2 separate regions of the Gossypium hirsutum genome follow, and region 2 is linked to region 1. A link is a contact called in public Hi-C data. All regions are on one chromosome and are shown on one strand. The core of a region is the stretch at or near the end of the contact, and the rest is flanking DNA. Distances in the headings are between cores, read along the strand shown. Region 1 holds the start of LOC107887157 (protein KINESIN LIGHT CHAIN-RELATED 3). Region 2 holds the start of LOC107887116 (transcription factor MYB124).

The links. A called contact is a pair of places that touch in the nucleus more often than the background predicts.
Region 2: a contact with region 1 is called in a Hi-C map of hypocotyl, with 3 times the contacts expected there. The contact joins the promoter of LOC107887116 here to the promoter of LOC107887157 in region 1. A contact is called at or near these places in 7 of 34 Hi-C or Micro-C datasets (callus, fibers, hypocotyl and 1 more).

What each region holds. Positions count from the first base shown.
Region 1 is chrA03:56,721,913-56,726,378 of Gossypium_hirsutum_v2.1, reverse strand. LOC107887157 (protein KINESIN LIGHT CHAIN-RELATED 3) reads left to right here and starts at 2,513. Exons shown (of 3, transcript XM_016811311.2): 1 at 2,513-3,003; 2 at 3,265-4,466. The coding sequence starts at 3,441.
Region 2 is chrA03:57,341,445-57,345,910 of Gossypium_hirsutum_v2.1, reverse strand. LOC107887116 (transcription factor MYB124) reads left to right here and starts at 2,577. Exons shown (of 12, transcript XM_041096261.1): 1 at 2,577-3,239; 2 at 3,365-3,411; 3 at 3,518-3,574; 4 at 3,670-3,742; 5 at 4,091-4,146; 6 at 4,273-4,452. The coding sequence starts at 3,159. LOC107887118 (a long non-coding RNA gene) reads right to left here. Exons shown (of 2, transcript XR_001681006.2): 2 at 4,365-4,466.

The DNA of each region.
Region 1 (4,466 bases), core at 1,264-3,763:
GAAATACCCACTCCCACATGTCCTTCCCTTTAAATGCTTGCTTGCTTAATCAATAAAGATTTTTTTTTTAGTAAATAGAACAAAGAACTAACAGAAATAACTCCTAGTCATATTAACAAAACAAGATTCATCCTTCAAAAGCACTTGTATTTCCAGTGGGGGTTCTACAAAAATCTGCAAAGTCTTGGTCTTCTTTAAGGCCATTTTAGCCAAAGTATCTGCTACTTGATTAGACTCTCTTGAGATATAATTTAAGGACCACTTATCTTCTTAGGCTAGGATTTGGTGAATCCTCATTATCAGGGAGCTCTTTGGACCATCAGACTTGCTGTCACGAAGAGAAAGAACACTTTAAAGGCTATTGGACTGAATAATGACCTTAACATATCCTTGTTTCTGAAGGAGCAGAAGCCCATCCGAAATTCCCCACAGCTCGCAACTGCTGCTGTACATTTTCCCAAATCTCGGTTATATCCTAAAATCCATTATCCTTTACCATCGTAAATTACTCCCCCTGTAGCAAAGAAACTAGAGACAGAGTGAATAGCACCATCGGTATTAAGGTAAAAACACATACCTGAGCTCTGAGGAGAAGTTGACTGAATTGGGCGGTGCTCTAATGTTGCTTTATAAGTAGAGGAAAAATGATTTGCCCAACTATAAGAGATATTAATAATGTCGTTAGGACTCATGGAATGTCCTTGAAAAATGAATGTATTCCGATTCTTCCAAATTTGCTAAAGGAGAATCCCAAAAAGATAGTCCAATTTGAGTCCCTTATGTCAAGAGAATGAGAGGAATGCAAATTCAAGAACAACCACTCTGAAGTGTTACCAGCGAAGAACCTGCCAGACTGATTGAAAGGAATAACTTGGTTCTATACTTCCTTTGCAAAAGAACAATCCCTGAGAGTATGAAGGGTATCCTCCATAGAGTGACCACAGAGCTAACACGAGCCGTCCTGCGCAACACCCCTTCTAACCCTTTCTAAATTAGTTAAAAGTCACTGCTTGAGAACTAACCAGAAAAATTGTCTAACACGTTGTGGTCTTAGAATTTTCCAAACAATGTTCCAATTCGCGTCTTTCGGGTTCCAAGACTCCTCCTTGAGCAAAAAATAAACACTTTTTACTGAGAAGACACCAGACGTAATTCTGGACCAGGAAAGAATATCAGGCCCAGCAAACTCGGAAGGAAGATGAATACTAATGATACGATTGACCACGTCATCTGGCAACCACAATCTAAAGAGATCAATAAAGATTTTAACTAATATGCATCGAATGAAATCACGAAGGTAAATTAATTTAAATATCTCGTAAGCAACTAAAATTTAGAATTAGGTTTTTTTTTAAAAAAAAATTTGGTTCTATTTCTTAGCTTTTTAAATTTAAATGTAATTGTTAAAATTATTAAATTTAAGTTAATTTTTTTTATTATTCATTTTTATATTTGAGCTAATTATAAATTTTGTATTCTTCATATCCATTGTTTAGTCTCTATGTTTAAGTTTTGTAATTGTCACTTCCAATAATATTATGTCTAAGGTTCGAAACTACATTTTACCTTAGAAGTGCTCAGGGGCGAAACCAGGGAGGGCAGGCATGGGCCCCGGCCCCCTCTCAAATGGGAAATTTTCATTTAGGCCCTTTAGATTTTTTTAAAATTTTAAATTAGTAAAAGTAAAATTGTACTTTGGCCCACCTAAAATTATAAAAATTCAATTTAATCATTTAAAAATTATAAATATATAGACTATAAAAAATTAAAATTTCCTTCGGCCCCCCCCCAAAAATTTTTTTCTGGCTTCGCCCCTGGAAGTGCTATGTATCTTACCATTGCACATAACACTCATTGGTACATCATATTTTTTTTAATTGAGTTTTTTTCTTTAAAAATCACACCAAAAAATTTTAAAATAAAAATGTTAAGAATTGAATCTGTATTTTAAAATCTTAAAAATAAAAATTTAGTGACTAAATTTTAAATTTTGTAAAAGTAACAAAAATAAAATGAAATGCGAGTAAAAAGAAAGCAGAATAAATAAATAAAAAAGCAAATTGTTATCTTGGGGGGGGGTACAAATACAATTAAAGAGGTTGGTTTCTTTTTCTTTACAAAACGTTTAATCATTTCCAAAGATAGGGTTAGTTTTATTTGTAATCCAATAGAAGCTTTTAATTATAAAAACCCCTCAACTCTCCACCGACAAATCCATACATCTTCCCTAATCTATGACCTCAAACTATTTTTACTAAAGGTACATAATTCCTAGAAAGTACCCAATATGTTATTTAAAGTTGGTGCCACAGTGTTTGATCTCGAGAGAAAGAGGGGTTTGCTTCACCAAAGAAGAGGGTGACTAATTGAGATACTGCAGATTTTGAAGTGAAAGAGAAGGGAAGTAAACTTGAAGAGGATTGTGACAGTTTGTCCGTATGAAAGGAAAAAAAAAGACATAAAACCACAATACAAAGTCAAAACAGGCTCTCAAATTTCATAATCCCAACCTGTCCGAACCCCATTGTTGGGCAACTGAAAAGTCCACTGACCATTAACAACTTGCCACGTGGAAAGATCCCATGAAAAAAAACATATACAGTTTGACAGTTCAGGTTGCGGTTGCAGGCCGCGCAGGGCTTTGGGTTTGGGGAGAAGTCACTCCCTTTCCAATCTGACATTCTATCTAACCCCTGCCACTTTGCCTATGCATATATAATTAGCCATTTGTTTTTTTTTTTTATCACAATTAATTACCACCCACATTTTTTTATAGCCTTTTACACCTTCATTTCCTTTTTAACTTTCCCTGGATTTCCCTCTTCTGTGTCCCTCCCAACTCTCCGGCTTTATTTATTTATTTTTTTCCAAGCATCCAAAAGGTTTTTTTTCTTCTTCCTGTGTGTATAAATCCAATTTTTTGTCGGTCTCCTGACATTTGTCGTTTTTATGAGAAACCCAGAAAAGATGTCACCTTGTTTGTTTCATGACTGTTTTATTGAGGTATTCTAATGGCTTTGCTCTTTTTTCTTTTTCATTTTATTTATAATTTGTGATATTAGTTGGGGGTTAAATGATTGTTGTTTATTTATGTTGGTTTCTTATGATTATCTTTCTTTATTTTTGTTGATGATGAGTTAATGAATATTTGAGCGGATTTAATCATGGAAGATCTGATTGATGAGTTTAATGAATATGTGGGAGAAATTGTTATGATGAGCTAAAAGGTTTAACTTATGGTGGTGGTGTTTTTTTTTTTTATAGGTTGCTATAAAATTGGGTGTGTTACAAAATTTATGCTTTCTCTTGCTTGGATCTGGCGTTTCAATTGTTTGATAGGATAAGATAGGATTGAATTGGGAACCAATTTAATTGAATTGAATTGGAAACCAATTTGGTGGTGATAAGTTTAGGATATTTGTGGGTTTTGGCACATACTGATGCCAGGTGTTCTCATCGATGAAATTAAAGAAGAGGGTGTGTTGAATGAAATGAAAGGGACTTCTGCACGTGTTAAGGAAAATTCGGTTTCCAAGAGAACACCAAGTCCGCAAAGCCCTCGTGGTGATAGGATGGTTCAGGTTGAGACCTCCATTGAGCAGCTTTATGAGAATGTATGTGATATGCAGAGTTCTGATCAGTCACCTTCGAGGCAGAGCTTTGGATCATATGGTGAAGAGTCGAGGATTGATTCGGAATTGCACCATCTTGCTGGAGGAGAGAGTACAGAAGTTGAGATAATGAAAGGGGAGGAACAGGAGGTGGATAAACCAGAAGATGATAGTCGTAGTAATTCATCTTCTAAGAAGGGAAGCTCATCGAATGGTAAGAAGTCGGGGCTGTTGGACAAGCCCCGACCCACAGGTGTAAAATCCATTTCTTCAGGTGATGTGAAGAAAGTGTCTCGGACACAACTGGACTCTGAAGAATCAACAAAACCCAATGTTAAGGGGAAAACTCCACCTGAGAAACCTCCCATCAATAAGGGGAAAGTTAAGACTCTGAAGAAACCAAACACGGGAGTCTTACCCATGAAGAAAGGGAAAGGATCAAAGCTACAAAATGGAACCGAGGATGCTTCCGAGTCGGGGTTAGGTAATCCTGATCTTGGGCCGTTTCTACTCAAACAAGCTAGGGATTTGGTGTCTGCAGGAGACAATCCCCAGAAAGCTCTTGAACTAGCACTTCGAGCAGCCAAATCGTATGAACTTTGTAGCAGTGGAAAACCCAATTTAGAATTGGTCATGTGTTTACATGTCACTGCAGCTATATATTGCAGCCTAGGCCAGTACAATGAGGCAATTCCTCTTCTTGAACAATCAATTGAGATTCCAGTGATTGAGGAAGGCCAAGAGCATGCCCTGGCTAAGTTTGCTGGTCATATGCAGTTGGGTGACACTTATGCCATGCTAGGACAGCTTGAGAACTCAATAACCTGTTACAGCACTGGTTTTGAAGTCCAGCAA
Region 2 (4,466 bases), core at 1,328-3,827, 620 kb before region 1:
TTATTATTTGAATTATTATCTCAAGTTTGGAAAAAGAAAAAAAAAGGTTTTTTATTATTTATTTTATTATTAAATTTACATTTGAATAATTATAGTTATTATTACATCTTGAATATTGAAAAATATTTATTATATTTAGGCTTAACGGTAAAAAAATAAAAATAAATCAATTAAGCTGTTAACATGCACTCAATTGAGTCCTCAATGACAAAAAAATTCAACTAGACCCTTTTGTTAATAGAAATCGTCATTGATCAATTTGACTACGCGGTTAAAAAAACCTAAAATCCTAAAAGTTATAAAAATATACTAAAAATGTATATCTAGTTAGAACCTAGACAAATAAACTTAAGTTTATTTGAATCTAGACACCTATTTATTTCCTTCTTTTTAGATGTAATTCAAAATATTATAAAAATTATAAATTGTTATAAAAAATATAATAATAATAATAATAATTGATCATTAATAAAAAAATACTAACAAACTATAAAAATTGTAAAATATAAATAAAATATATCTAAATTTTGTACGTGTCATGTGCCCTTATATACCCATTTTGTCTTAGAGTGAGTTTGGATGGACGGTGCGTTTACCTGCGGTTAGTGTAAAAATAATGGTGGCGGTGAGATTAGATACTGTAGTGATACTATAGCGTGAGACAAAAAGTAAACTAAACGCACCGCTGCCCCAAACCCACCCTTAGTATACAATTTTTGGAACCGAGAAAGGATTGTATGAAACAATGACGCCACGTCATCTATATCCCTTTCCAATAGTTTTATGCCACATCAGTATTCTTATCCTGAATTTCAGGATTTTATCCTGAATTTTAGTATTTTAATCTGGATTTGATTTTTTTCAGGATAAAATCCTGAAATTCAGGATAAGAGTACTGATGTGGCATAAACTATTAGAAAGAGATACAGATGACGTGGTGTCACTGTTTCATACAATCCTTTCCCTTTTGGAACCTACCAAAAATGAAACCAAAGGTGATATTATTTGATTAGTTTTTGAATTCAAGTTGGTATTCATCAAAATCTCTCAAATTAACAAGAAATTTTAATTTAAGAGATTTTTTTTGGGTTCATTTTTCAAACTATTATGGGTACAACAAGTACATATAATATGGATTTTCATTAACTAAAAGTTTAAGAAATTCAGTAGGTGAGTTTGTTTAGGCTTAATTTGATTTTCATAACATTAAATTAATTTATTATATCATCATATTTTTATATAATTACTAACTTTGAGTATTTATTATACACATATAATAATTGCATTAAAAATTATTGTATATCCATAATTAATGTTTTCAAAATTTATTTTAATTTATAATTTAGTGTTATTATTTATAAAATTTTAATATAATTATATTTATATAATATTTAAAATATATATTTTCATAAATTCGAGTTTTAGGTTGGATCTATCTCGGATTTGGATTTCCTCGAATTCTAATCGTTATAAGCTTGAATTGGCATAGGTGAATTTTTGGGCTCAGGTCTGTTTTGCCCGCTTTAATAAAAGATGATAATTGAATTGTTAAAATATAAAAAAAATTACGAAAGAATGTAAAACTAATTTTTTTTAAAAAGTGATATAAATGCATTAAGATGTCCAAAATCATGAGTTAAAAAATTTAAAGTTGGTATTTGTAATAAATAAAATAATAATAGAATATTCAAGGTAAAAATGTTGAATTTGGAATATATATTGTCATTTTCTTCTTTAGAAAAGACAAACAATGTTTGTGTTGGATCATTAAATATCCAAACCAATAACCAAAAGAGAAGTTTCCTATTTTGATTTGGTATTTTTCCCTCTAAAAATCTAAATGGAATTCATAAGCTTCACATGAACAAACAACCAAACAAATGGAAAGTGAGAAAATCCGAATGAATACGAAAGCAAAAGCATCCCATTTTTAAGAACAAAAAATAACACTAACAAAATGCCATAAAAAAGAACTTGTTGCGTCAGAAAATTAAGCCAAAAACAATAATAAAAAGCCCCAATTCCAATGATGCAAGCAATTCACGTGGGTTGCACTGCCCAATGAAAACCATCAACGTTGACTGATACACAGGCATTACATCCAATCAACACACGCGTTTCTCTCACGTGAATATGTTGCGCCTGGGGCTTGTTTTGAATTTTGAAAACTAAAATTCACCCTCCAAAATAAGAAAACCGATAGATTTAAATGGAAAATATATATATAAAAAAGAAGAAGAGCTGTGATGTGAAGAAATACGAAGGTTCATCAGTTTTTATGTCCGCTAAAATCATTATAGTTCAGGGAAAAAAAAGAAAAGAAAATGGATAAATTATTAAATTTATAAAAATAAGAAAATAGTAAAAATAGGGTTTGCTTTAGGAGCTGAGTGGGGTAAGTGTCCAGGGCATTCATTGAAGACACAACACAACAGCGTCATGAAATTCGGCGTTATTTATTTATTTATTTAATTTTCTTTTTCTTTTAATATTTTCAAACTCTTCTTCATACCCGCGCACTAAAGCAAGAATCCGTTGATTTAAATTAATATTTTTTAGCTCTTATTTTCCATTCTTTGAAATCAACAAAATAAATCCTAAAAAACCCCTTGCAAGAAAGAGAGTATTTTTCCAAAAAGTTTCTTTCTTTATTTGAAAGAAAAAAGCCCAAAATATATATTCTTTCAGATTCATCATTCCATCACTCTTCCATTTCCCTTCTCTTTAAAGTTTTAATTCTTTTTATCCATTATAGATCTACCCTTTTCGATTCTACGTATATACATGTACATTTGAATCACAAAGCTCAAGCTTTTATTGACCATATAATTGGTGGAGACGTTGTGATTCTATTTTCTAAGTATAAACAGGAAAAAGAAAGGGTTAGCATCCGAGGAATAACGGAGTAGAAGGGGGAAACAAAGCATAGAGTTATTGAGAGTAATAAGGATTCCGTTTGAACCCAACAGTGAGTTTTGTAGTAAAAAAGATAAAAGAGAGGGAAGTGGAAGCATTGGTTCCCTTTTTCATGGTTTTTTTTTTATAATAAAGGGTTGGCTTTTTGAGGATGCCACTTGGGTTTTAATAAAAGGGAAGGGAGCGTCAAGGAAGGCCAGCAACTAAGAGCGACAGAGATTAGAGTAAAGAAGAAAAAGAATATGCAGGAAACAAAGAACAAGAATGGTGGCAATGAAGATTCCAAGAAGAAGGAGCGTCACATAGTGACGTGGGCTCAAGAGGTTTTCTTTTCTTTTTTAAAATAATTTTCTTCTTTGGTTCCCTCTGTTTTGTTTATTATTTGATTGATTGATTCTTTGTTTTGGGGGGTTCTTATTAATTTGATATTGGGGGGGGGTGTTTGCAGGAAGATGATATACTTCGAGAACAAATCAGTTTACATGGAACTCAAAAGTGAGCCTTTTATTCATTCATTCGTTCATTTGAAGGGTTTGTTTGTTATTTTTTAATGATGGATGAAATTGAATGGATTTGTGTTGGTTTAAATGTTTGAGTGCAGCTGGGCGATCATTGCCTCTAAATTCAAGGATAAAACCACAAGGCAGTGCAGAAGAAGGTTGGTGAAACCATGATGAGTCCAAAAGTTTGATCACTTTCAGTCTTGTTTGACTTTTTAATCTAATGTCTTTTTTTGTCACAACAAACACACAGATGGTACACATACTTGAATTCTGATTTCAAGAAAGGAGGATGGTCACCAGAGGAAGATATGCTTTTATGTGAGGTAATTAAATAAGTTTAAAACCTCCATTTCCATTCAAGTTAAATGGGGTCAGTGTTACTTTAATAAAACTTGAAATGAATTTTTCAAGAACTTATCTTCTGATGATTTATTTGGAGGAAATGTTACTTTCATTGATCAGTTGTATCAGGCTATTGCATGTTACTGGTACAGTAGGTTTTGAGTTTTCCAAACAGGAAAAACAAATATATAGAGAGGTAGGCCAGACCTTAAACTAATTGACACAGTTTTGGTCTTTCAAAAGTAGGGCAAAAAACAGCCACTTAGTTTCAGTTTGGATAAGTGTTTCTGTAGATCCTGAATGTGCTGATGACTTAAGGTGATTTGCAGGCTCAAAAAATATTTGGCAATAGATGGACAGAAATAGCAAAGGTGGTTTCAGGCAGGTATATATATCTATGATTTTTTTGGAAAAAAATCCTCTAGTGCAGAAAATTGATCTCTTTTCAACTGTCATTTTTCCATTTTCTGTTGTAGATTATTAACCTTTACTGATTACGTGGTTAATGCAGAACTGATAATGCTGTTAAAAATCGTTTCTCCACACTGTGCAAGAAGAGAGCCAAATATGAAGCTTTGGCCAAAGAGAATAGTAATTCATGTATAAATCCTAATAACAAAAGAATTTTACTCCAAAATGGGTTCAATACAGATGGAACAACTGATAGTGCTGCCCCTGTTAAGAGAATGAGGTACCATAGCATAA